Regions from separate parts of the Zea mays genome. Here region 1 is linked to region 2. Evidence: chromatin contacts called from public Hi-C data. All regions are on one chromosome and are shown on one strand. Each heading gives the region's core, a stretch centred on a gene start, on an enhancer-like site or on the middle of the called end of the contact. The rest is flanking DNA. Distances are from core to core; before and after follow the strand shown.

Region 1 (6,518 bases), core at 2,357-4,856, 390 kb after region 2:
ATGATCAAAGCTTAGCAAGGATAGGTTGATAGTTTATGTGGTTAGCATTTTAGTTGGTGAAACTTTTATTAGCAACACCTATTTACTAAGTGTGAGCATTTCCCAAAAACCTAACTAATAAATATCAATAATCATTATCTCGAAGCCACTTAAGAAAACACTTAAGTGAACCACTTGAATCCAAAAGAAATCATGATTTAATCTCCATATTTAAGTTCAATTATCATGTGAGGGTCTAGGCCGCTCATAATCGCGAGCACGGCTGATATATCAGTTTATACACTCTGCAGAGGTGGTACAACTTTACCCCACAAGCTGTGTATCCCTTCTAGCCTGGGTTTGTGTGTCCCGTATTCACTTTCGAGGTGAATGGCTAGGGATACACTATGAAGCTTTCACAAAATATACTTAGTATGAAGCAACCTTCAAGGATTCCAAGCCGGTGTGGAGGCCCTCTGGTCGAGGTAGCTTAACCAAGACTACGTCCCCATGTTAACGTGAGCTACCGCCATCGACCACTCCCCCATTTGCCCATATTTTTGGTAAGGTTACTAAGCACTAAGCACATTAAGTTAGTTGTCAAAGCTAGAGCCATGATGGCACTCGTGGTTGCACTGTTTTTCCTGGGTGGTCCTCCATGTTCTAGTTTTAGCCCAGATGATATTGTTAATTATCCAATTAACCAAAATGATAGCACAAACTTAATCCTTGGAACATTAATAACATAAAAGGAGTGACATCATTAAGCCGAGGTAAAGCTTTGGCAACTAATAAGCAAAGCATAAAGCCCGAGTTTAATCAATGTTTAGGTTGGTAAAGACTAGTAATTGCTAACTAGGTAAGCCCATCAAATTATGCATATCATAAAATGTAAACTTAGTTATCCTGATGATTAGGATCAAAATATAAATACAGGGGAAGATGTCCACTTGCCTTCCTCGCAGAAATCTTGAGATTCCTCTTCGAATTGAACCTGATTTTCTACCACGAGAGTGTCTTCTAATAGCACACATGCAAAAAAAATTTAGAATTAACTCACGTTTTGGAGGTTATAAAACTTCTATAAAACTGTCCTAGAGTAATTAATCAATACTTTAGAAAGTAAATAAAACAAGAACCAATTTCTTTGAGGATAAAATAGTCATTATATGAAGAAATAAAGCTGCAAGGACCTAACTAGGGCTTCTTTGAGGATAAAATAGTCATTATAGAAAAACCAGGGACCTCTCGGTGAGGATCTTAACAGGTGGAAGGACCTATTCGCGAAAACGGAAAAATCCGAGGTTATTTTAAAAGAAACCTTCGGCAGCTCGGGTGAAGGGGTATTGGCGATCTCGGACCGTCCGATCAGGATCCGAGGGCTAAGATGAAAAGAACTTGTCCGACTCGGCTAAATCTTAATCACGCAATCTAAATCCGACGGACTCGATCACGCGGCTTGGCTTGCGCATGGCTTCGTGAGCCGCGAGCCGCACGGACAGGAAAGAGAGGCGGGCTTCGTCTACCTCGGATGCGTGGGCGACGGCGGTTGAGAACTCCGACAAGGTCGGGGGCGTGGTATGGCGGCGTAGTGGCGAATCCAAGTGAAGAACAAGGATGCGTGGGTGATGGGGATCCTCGAGCTGCGTTCACTGGTCGTTGGGGATGACGGGAGCACTCGGGCCACGGGAATGACGGTCTGCTGAACTCCAATGAGGTCGGGGCGTCGTCTCGAGGCGGAATCGAGGCATAGGGAGCTTGGGTAGGCAATGGCGGGCTCCGAAGACTTCGGTGGCGGACTCAGCGTGGTCGGAGAGGCACCGGAGGCGCCTGACCACGAGAGGCGGTGATGCAGTTGCAATGGCGGCTGTGGACATAGGGCTGGGGAGCACGTGAGGGAGTGTGCGGGCGTGCGATAGATAGCAAAGGCTCGAGTGGTATTTATAGAAGAGAAAGGGGGAAGGATCGAGCTCCAAATCACTGCGCATCCGGTAAATTGATGCTCCGGACGACCTTCCATCCATAGCGCTCGAAAGAGGAAAGAAATGCGCCTCGGAAGTCGGAAGGGAAGGGGAAGAGCATCGGATCATAGAGGAAAGGGAAGGGCAGATCTCCGCCTGCCCCAATTAGCAACGAATCGATGGGAGCGGCCGTGGCGAGGGCGCCACGGTGCGGTGTCGAGCGAGGTAAGCGTGGGCAACCGGGGAAGAAGCACAGGGCGACTGATGGGTGGGGCTCGGTTGTCAGAGAAAGGGGAAAAGGAAAAAAAGAGCGGGCACAATCTGACGGGCTGCTTGGGCCGAAATCGGCCACGGGCCAGCTAGGGAGGGGGAATTTTCTTTTTCTTTCCTTTTTCTAAATCCTTATCTTTTCTCTCTTATTTTCTTTGTAGAGATAAACACGTAGTTTGAAATTTCAGAAAAATTTATAATAATTTTGGAAATAATACTTACATAAATAAAATATCAACTTAAAAATTAATAATTGAGTCATTTCTAAGAAAAGAAAAATGAGATCCTCATAACAATAGAATATGAAAACAAATCCTTCCAAACCTTAACAAACAAAAGTCATGCTCTAAGAATGAATACACTAGCAAAAGGGTTAAACTTTTATGCATGAGAATATTTGTCTCACTTTCTAAAGACTTTGTTTGAAAACAAATAGTTTTAGAGAATAGATTTGAGGTGCTACGGTTACTAGACTAGATAAGGCGGGCATGCACTAGGTGCTTGCATGGATTTGCGTCACAACTCACAACACTTGTTATGCTGCTAGAGACTTCAGCGCGGGTTTGCAGGCTATCTTCGTGAGCGCGAGTCTGTGGGTGCTGCCGGACGAGAGGATCTGCAAACCATGGCCGGTTTTAACTAGCCCAGGTTATCCGCCTGAATTCTTTCCGGAACCCCGATACGTTTGTGAAGCATGCATATCAGCGTTTTGGAGATGGAACAGTAGTGACTTGTGACAAGTAACAGAGGGACAGAACACAACAGATGGCAGAACAGAACACCTCATCTCTGATAAAATAAACAACATTTCTTTTATTTCATAGACATACTACACTATACAGCGCGCGATCCAGCTATATACTAGAATGCAGCATGTCCGGCCGCTACAACTACAAGCAGAACGATGGTAACATGTATACGATCGATGGAGATGATCAATTAGGTCTCGCTATAACTGATGCAGCTGATCCTCTAAATATGACGAGATCACGGCCGGCACGCAGCTAGCTAGCGCTGAGCTTTGTTTGGTTGGATCAGTACTGGTCGGGCCAGAGGAAGGCGCCCATGGCGAAGCGGCGCTTGCTGTCGACGTCGCCGTCGGCGGGAAGGCCGTACTCGCGGAGCAGGCAGTCGACGCGCCACTCCGGCATGCTCTCGTAGTCCGCCTTCTTGTAGCGCGGGTAGTGCAGCGGCATCCGGAAGCCGCAGCCCCCACCGAAGAAGACACCGCTGTCCTTCTTCCTCTCCATCTCCGCCGGCTGCTGGCCGCCTGGCCTGGCCATGATGCTCAAGCTCACTGTGGGGCCCAGGGATCCCATGAGCTCAGGGGCAAGGTGTTGCTAGGGAAGCTGCTGCTGTTGCTTGGCTTTGAGTGATGCTGTTGAGTGGCCTGGTCTGGCCTCGCCTCGCCTCGGGTGCTTTTTATAGGAGAGTCGTGTTCGTGTAGTGTGTGAGAGGCGGCGGTTTTAGCTTTCATCGCCGACAGAGGAGGATGTTGGTACGACGGTTGGGTATTTTCTCACGGAAGGGACGGTCGTACTATCTGGGTTAGTGAAAGTTTACAGATCCAGTATTCTTCAGGGAAATGAAAAAAAGGAAATAAAATCTGTGGGTGCCTCTAAATTCATGTGAAAAAGGAAAAGGAATTAAAAAAAATCAAACAGAGTATTCTGGGGATGTGGTTAGCTAGGATGATGCTGCGGGTGCATGAGTTCGGCGTGCATTCCATAATGGCTTGCGTTGCAAGCGTTTCTGTTCCACAAAGGATGTGACGTGCTGTGGTAGCGCGAGGTATCTGGGGGCAAGCCGCTGCTACTGCTGTGGTCTGGTCTGTGGGCGACGCCAAACCAGGGGCGTCCGTCCAAACGGCGAACCTCCTTTCGGCAAACCCGTTTCGTTGCTATGTATCTCCTCATTTCGATTTTGTTGTCTAGCCGAAATGGTCATATCTCTACAATCCAAATCAATTTTAAAAGGATACACATCATCATATCTTCAAGGGAGAAGCTTTTACATTGGCACATCGAAAACGATCCTTTTCACGTCATAGTACCGTACGTTCACAAAAGGGTAACAGTGTACGTACATGCCCAAGAGGGGAACCACAGTCTGAAGTCTGAACAGAGCAGCTTATTACCAGAATCAGTTCAACTTACCGATCAGTCCCGTTTCCTTCGTACAACATATCAGTTGCTGTCTCCATCTGATGTTCTAGAATTATATACTCGTATAATTTATATTGTAGCAAATTTAGAAGTGCCAACCCTTCACGGATATTTGGCGCCGTTTCAAGCTTCACTCCAGCATGAGTTTTTTTTTCTACTATGACTGTTAACGAAAAGAAGAAATATCTCCACAGGCACACTCTAGAATCTAAAACTCTGTCGGAAAAGCAAAGACCACCCACACGGTATTAATGGTTGGGTCGACACGTAAGGATGAACACGACCAACTGATGGCTAATAAGTGTAACATCCTGAATTTTAGGTATATTTTATCTCTATACTCAAAATTCAGGTGTTACTCTTTCCTTTCTTCATTTTTCTTTTTCCTTTACTAAAACAATGAAGATTTATTTTGTTATACAGTAAAGTGAGCCCTAGTGGTTCTTTGTTTGTTGCATTCATACTGTTGCAAAGTGTTTCTAAGTGTAAAAAGTGTTTGAAACATGTTAATATGCCTTGTAGAAGTTTCCGGTAAATTTTCATATTTTTCTGAATATTTTTCTATTTTCCGAGAACCAAAATCTATTTATTTGAGGTACTTAAAACATTTTCAAAAGTTCTAAATATTTTTTGAGTTCATTGGGTTCCAAATCATGTCTAGAATTTTTTCTAGAATTTTTGGAGCCTCAGAGATATTTTTCGGACATTAAAAACGATTTCATCCTTTTTTGGAATTATTTTAATTTTAAAAATGGGATTATTATGAAAAATAAAATATCTTCAAACCCCTAGCAATATATATGGTCGGAACCCTCTCGTTGATCCCTTTCCAAATCTCAAAATCGTTTCCCTAGTTTCGATTCGTAATTCCCAGAATTGCTCGCCGAAGTTCGAGATGGTTCCAACTCCAGCGAGCAATTACTTTCAAACCGTGCATAGTTGGTGAAATCCGAGAGTATCGCGACGTTCGTCTCATTGAGAGTTTCGTCTCGGTGCTTTCGATTCATCGATCCGACCTTTGGTTCGTCGTCAATCGATGGATTTCTCCTTGACTTCGACGAGGGTCATCTTCTCCGGTAAGCTTTCCCATTGTTGTCCCATGAAGGTTTTTCATTTTCCCTATGTGCGCAGCCCCATCTCTTCTCCCCCCTAGCGCCCCCTTCCCCCCTGTTCCCACACCCGCGGTGGCGCAGCGGCAGCTGGCCGACCGGCTCGACGACACCCCCTGCGGCCGTGGCCGACGACCCCCCTCCCCCGCGTGATCAGCCCTCCCCATCCCCCTTGCCATGGTGAGAGGAAGTAGATGGTAATTTTGCGAAATAGCCCCTGGAATGTTTGAAAACAGTGTGTAGAAAAGTAGTCTAATTTTAAAAATGTGATATCTTTTGCGTTTTAAATCTGATTCGCTCCGTTCAAGTCGTGTTGGATTCGCATTAATGTTGTCTACATGTAGAAGTATTATTCTATGTTGTTACATATTTTAATTAATTATTTAAATGTTTGTTTGACTAACGATTATTAAATTAGCATTCCAATTAAATCTAATTTAAGGTTTTCAACTTGCGCTTTTATAAATATAAATACCAACAAGGTTAATATTAGCTGAAATATTCTGTCTGTGGTTGGACTAACGGTCCTAACCAACTAGTGAAATGATGTTGCGTACCCAGAATCTAGATGGTGTGCGAGTTGACACAAGCGATATATCCTGGTTCGGACAATGCAAAGCCCTACTTCCAGCAGAGGGGGATGAAGCTTATATTACTCGCACCGAGGTGCCTGTAGTAGGGATTACAAGCACGACGGGAGAGGGGAAGTCCCCAAGTCCCTAGAACTGATTGAGGCAAGTGCCAATACCGAAAGACTGGAGGAAAACTACCATGTGTGCGCCTTGCCCCTTTGAGGAGTTACGACTGCCCTATTTATACACCTAGGAGAGGTACGCTGTTTGAGCCGGGGGCCACCGTGTTCCTAGGGGAGTTGTCTTGGCGTCCTATGGGTGACATGACTTTGCGCTGCGTTGTTGACTTGTTGTTTTCCTATTGAGAGCCGAGGCCTGAGAGCACCTAGAGGGGGGGGGGGGGGGTGAATAGGTGATCCTGTAAATCTTCAAAACTTAAGCGACAAAACTTTGATTAAGTGT
Region 2 (5,781 bases), core at 2,303-4,802:
CAACGGCTAGCCGATTCGCTTTCCTATTTAAAATCCAAGAAAAACAAGGTGTAGGATTGTTAATCCAATTGTTCTCTAATCGAATATTCGAATAGTAGGTAAAATTCGTCAGATTTCAATAAAATCTAACACCGATTAAAATATTGTAACCAAAATCATTTTAATTTGGTGGTCTTACACCTTTCTAAATTCTAGCCTCGATCTCCGGCTGATATTTATGTTTTTATTTAATTTTTCGAGTAAAAAAAGAAGAGAAGATGCAAGGAAATGAAAGAAAGGAAAAAAATGTCCTCTACAGCCGTCGTTTCTCCTTATCTTACCGTTCTCTCTCTGATATTTCCTTGGCCACCCTCCCTCTGATTTTTCCCATCCGCCGCCGTTTCCCTCATCAGGTTCCTTAAAACCTGAAGCATTTCCAAGCCCTCCCCGCACTTCCGGGCCTTGCAGCCTCTGTGCTTGTGACGCGTGGCTATACAGAAACACTTGCTCGGTTCACTGAAGCGCAGTACATATATCTTACCGCGTGAGTGAGCCTCCGCGCTTCGCGGTCGTTTTCTTGACTCCGCGGACTGATGTGTCACGCGTGTCCCTGCCAGCGCCCACGCTACGCGCTCCGTTTCGTGCCTTTGCCGACAGACGCGTGCCCCCACGGCCCCACCCCTCAAACAACGCTTTTTCATATCGCGTCCTGCTCCACAGACAGGTCGGCCTCGCCATCGCCCATTGGTCCATCTTCCACATAGCTGCTTCACCTCGCTGGCTCGCTCCACGCATCCGCGAGTCTTTCCATGGACGCCACTTCCCACTGTCGTATGGGGCGAACACTTGAGATCTGTTTTTTCGGTCTGGTGGAACGTGGAATTGCGGCAGACCTGGGCGGCGGATGGGGCGATAGCCCATAGGGTCGGGCCGTGTCAGGCACTTGGGCGGGTAAAGCGTGAACGCTTGGAGTGGACGACGCAACACGCCGAGGCGGTGGCTGCGGCTGCGACGGCGCGCCGGTATTTCGATTGTGATTCCCTCCTGTCTCCTGAAGCAAGCGCAGCAATGTCAGCTCTTCCCGCTTTTCCCCTCACTCGCCGCCCATCCGATGCCAGACGCCACGGTCGCCTCGTCCTTTCCCTCGTCATCTTCGTTGTTGTCTCCGCCGCCGCAACTCTCGCCTACCTATCTTTCCCCTCTGCTGGGCGGACATCGCCCCCGGCGGTCCGGACGGAGGCCGACTGCTGCAGGGGTATGGAGGGCCTCGAGCTCTAGGGCCCGACGGTCAAGTGGGGCTCAGACCACCGCCTGCCCTCCGCCGCCGCCTGCTGCGCCGCTTCAAGGCCATGTGCCCTAACCCCAAGGACGAGGTCTGCCGCTGTGACTCGTGGGTCTTCTGCGGTGACGAGCGCAAATGCAAGGACAGGCTCGGGGAGGTCAGTCCAGTCCGTTTCAATCCCCTTTCATCTTCCTCTACCAGCAGAAGCCAACTATTTGCATTTCCATACATTTATTCCTCTTCTGCGGTGGCGGCTGCATCAACGTTCCTGCTAAACCTCGGTACCTCTACTGAATTCCTGCATCTTTAGAGATTATATAACTATCTGTGATCTCTGCTTTCATAAATTGGGTGTGTACTTATTAGATAGGCTCTACAGCAGAAAATCAAAATCCAAAAAACAAGATAGCCAAAAGAGGGACAACAGTATGCAAGGAAAATCTTTGTAAATCTTCATTTATGAAATGAACGGACTGTTTGGAAACCTGAAGAAATAAAGAAACAAATAATCACAAAATATAGTTGACTGATATAAACGGGTTATTTGGCTTACGCTATGTCTCTCAATAATTATATTGATAGAGACATTATCTAGATTGACAATATATTAACAGACAAAAAATGAAAAGAAATAGATCACCTCATCATGCAACTACTTAAAAAAATTAGAGAACTTATCATAGTGTAGATGTTCATTCCCATCCTTGCTAAAGAGGTACTCAACAAGTCCATTTTCCACCGGCTGACCAACCTTACGTCGAAGGCACTATGAAATGCATCACATTTTTAACTGCAAAGGAACACTTCTTGCTGGGAATTATTCGAGCTTGTTTCTCTACAAGTAAATTTCAGGTGACTGTTTTTTTAACTATCTTCCCAGCCCAGTGGCATTAACTTGCAATGTGCCAAAAACTGATCTTAATATATGCAATGGATTATATGGGAAAAACAGACCCTGGATTTTTCAATTAGGATGTGTTATTTGTTTGGTAAACTAGAGCAGATATATACCCCAATATAGTTGCATTTCATTTACCGAAAGTACATCTGAATGCTGGATCATAGCAAATGCAGTTGCATTTATTTTTCTTTTTTCTTCACCAGTCGCAATGTGGCAATCTCTATATCGTTCAGTAAGGGTAAATTGGAACATATATATACCCAATATACAATTGCACTGCTATGTTTAAATGAAGAAATTCTTGATCATAACAAATTTGGTTGCATGTTTTTTATTTTTTTCCTCATCAATTCACAATATGGTTCAAAAAACATTAGAGAATAGGTAACTATTGCATGATCCCTTTTGTATAGACCCAAAACTGACTTGTTCCATTCCAGGAAGTCCAAGGCTATTAGGCTGAAACCAATCGTAAGTGGAGCTGTCGTCCAGGAACTTGAAATCATGGACATTGCACCGTTGGGCATTCAAGTTAATATAAGCATCTGAAAACCGTTTGGAGAATTTTCTTTGTTTATTCCCTCTTGCACTAATATACCTTGGAGCGATTTGATAGGGGGGCCTAAGTTGTTTTTTGTTCAGTCTGAGAAGGGTTTAATGGGCCACAGAAAGTTTGGGCTGGAAACAAACACATAATGCCAGATGAAACAACTTTTGATCTGGACTCGCATCAAATAGCTGAGACACCCTCCTTCCATGCCTGCTTCCATGCCTGCGTAGATGAAGCTTCCACATGAGCAAACATCTACCCAAGTGAACATTTATAATTTCATGTTTTCATTTGCTGGTAACTTTTGCTTAGGATTTAAGTGGTTTTTTCTTAGGTATTTCTGTCTGCAAAAGTGCCCATTGCACTGTTGAACATTCTAGATTGGAAGTGTCACCCATTTGTATGAGTGCAGACATGAGGTGCCTAGGCCGTTTCTTTATATGTGTGTGATGGCATGCTATGACGGACTTTATGCTACTTGTTTATGTATTAGCGTACTAAACTTGATATGGTGACCTTGATGTAAACCATTTTATGCTATCGGATAAACCATTTGGTAGCAATGAATGAAGTCACATCGAAACTATGGAGAAACAATAATTCTATGAGCCGAGATACCATATCATCATTTCTTATGTGTTTTTAGCATTTATATTATATGACACTTTCATGACAAAGATATATAATGCTGCCCATATTTACCATCAATTGTAGTTCTATTATTTTGTACACACGAATGGTAGAGCGCCTGATAAGGCGCTTTTTTTCTAGTCCTCCTTATCTCCTACGCGCGCAGGGGCCTTATCTGTCGCTGGTGATTTATCTCCCAGTGGTCGTGCTCATCTCCAGCCCTGTTCGTCCGTACGCAGGTTCCATGGAGCATCGACGCCTCTCTGGTCTCCAGCGCGCGCGCCCCTGCGTCCCTGCTCCCTTCTCCTCCTCAAGCAGCGACCGAGCTCCTCCTCGAGTTTGCCGATGACTCCCTCATCCCCTTCCCCGACGCTGCCCTCTCCCTCTCGGTTTCCTCCTCGCCAGCGCTCCCTCACTGCTCACCGGCCACCAGGAAGGTCCGAGCTCGCCCATGCCGAGCTCCCTCGGCGTTCCTCCCATGGCGTCCCGAAGCCCCAGCTCGGCTAGGTGGGACCTCGCCTTGGCTCCTTGCTGCGCTCGCCCAGCCCGACCCCAAGCTGCAGCTCGCCTCCATGGCCGCCGGTGTTTTCCTGTCATCACGTACTCGGCCGCCAGCGCTCGTCCGAGGCTGTCGCAACGTACTGGTCTGGTGCCTTGTCCTTCAGCATGCCGGCGCCCTCGAGTCCTCAGCCTGGCGCGCTGCTCGCTTTTCATGTCCCTGTGCACGAGCTGCTCCAGTTTGCCGGCCTACCCCACCGTGAGTCTCTCCCGGCCCGGCATCAACTTCAGCTGTGCCCAGGCTGCAGTTTCTGGCACGCTCGCCTCTACATCCTAGCCACCACGGCGTCTTCTAGCTCGAACCGCGCCACCGATTCACCGTACCTCTGTCTTCAAGGTTCGGCTCACGTATGCACGTCGAAACGCGTTCGTCGCTAGGCCTTGTATCGTTAGGCTTATCGACCATGGTCGCTGCCGCGCATGCTTATCCCTGATGCATATCGCGCAGTACTTGGATCTCACCGATTGACTCCCGCCATCCCTCGTGCTTTGTGCCGGTGTTCCCTCCCAGTAGACCATGTGTCCTCACCTCTAATCGCACACCATGCACTGCCCCTGGTCTGGCTGTTCTTGCAACTGCGATGAGGACGTTCCCCGTTCACTTCGCCGTAGCGCCCGTACCTCCTCTTCCGTGCCGTCAACACTAGAGTCTCGCAATCCCTCCTTCGATCTGGCTGATCATCGATGCATTGCACATGTGTGGCAAGGTGAAGCTAGGTGAAGTAGCATGATGTTCACCAAGTGCTTGACGAAAAGCCCGAACAAAAAATCGTCGTCGCTCTGACAAATATTAAAGTGGTTGATGATATGGTGAGCTCTTTCCCTACCCTAGCTAGTTAATTTGATTGATAGATTGATTAGAATTACGGCCAATGATTATCATGTTTGTATCGCAGGCGTGTTGTGGTTATATTATGTTTGATGAAATATCTTAGTGTGTGTAGTGTTGTAGTTACCTTCGCGATTAGAAAATAAACGTGATTAGGTGAGGCGTTTTATTTAGCTTCCGGTAATGTATTAATAAGTGCTAAGGCTTTGTTTTATATTTAACTGAACCGGGGGCATCACCGTTCTGGCGATTCCAGGTAAATTGGTTCTTGGTAGGCTAAATTATTATCTATGTTAGTTGGGTCGATGAATGGTTAGGCTAGATTTCTTAGTTGCGTACATAATCTTCAAATAGACGTATGTTGTGTGCTTGGTCAAATTAATAATATGAAGGTTAAATCTAGAGTTTCTAGCGTTAAGATGATAGATGTTGCCAATATTACATATAATGAATTTTTGTTTGTTTGTATGGTGTCGATGCCCTACTTAAGTAGATATGATCAGGTAGCTCAACCAGTTGGTAACCCATTTATCGTAATACTTGCAACCTAGAGTTAGCTTTACCTATATTCTTGTATTTTGTAGTTGAAAATGAAGTGTGTGTTGTAATGCCTCATTTCATATGTTCGGTTTATTTTTTTTGTTTGACGCTTGTGAAGAACCTTGCTAGGTTAAGAGGTTAATTAACTTGATATCACCCTTAATCTGATTATTTCGTGTCCAAAGTTAGTGAGTCCAAATATTGTACTAGTTAACCTAGCAAAGTAATTAAGAAGGTTAGTTAACTGACTCCTATACTTATTCCAAGTTAGAGTGTCCAAGGGTAGCAAGTCTAAGTGTTGTGATCTATCGCTGTTATGCTCTATATTAAGATCTACGGGTAATTAAATAATTTCTAAAATTTTAGAGGTATAGATTTAAGTCCTTTTAAATACTATATAATTCCTTGTTTGGACTAAAAATCCTAAGACTATTTTTCTTAAATACTATAGAAATTCAGGAGTCCAATAAAATCAGCCTCATATTTTTAGCATTTTTCTAGAGTTTCTTATG

The links. Hi-C and Micro-C count contacts between places; a contact is called where the count stands out from the background.
Region 1: a contact with region 2 is called in a Hi-C map of leaf, with 5 times the contacts expected there. The contact joins the promoter of LOC100275953 here to the enhancer-like site in region 2. A contact is called at or near these places in 6 of 25 Hi-C or Micro-C datasets (ear, leaf and tassel).

The regions. Positions count from the first base shown.
Region 1 is chr9:62,449,402-62,455,919 of Zm-B73-REFERENCE-NAM-5.0, forward strand. LOC100275953 reads right to left here and starts at 3,607. Exons shown (of 1, transcript NM_001149872.2): 1 at 2,978-3,607. The coding sequence starts at 3,529. The coding sequence ends at 3,245.
Region 2 is chr9:62,058,334-62,064,114 of Zm-B73-REFERENCE-NAM-5.0, forward strand. No RefSeq gene overlaps it. Among protein-coding and RNA genes, the nearest start is that of LOC103638558, 290 kb to the left of the region's middle. Within about 2 kb of position 3,553, at least 4 of the 20 cell types and tissues checked have an H3K27ac peak or open chromatin away from gene starts, as enhancers often do. A contact at or near this core is called in leaf, where this site is marked.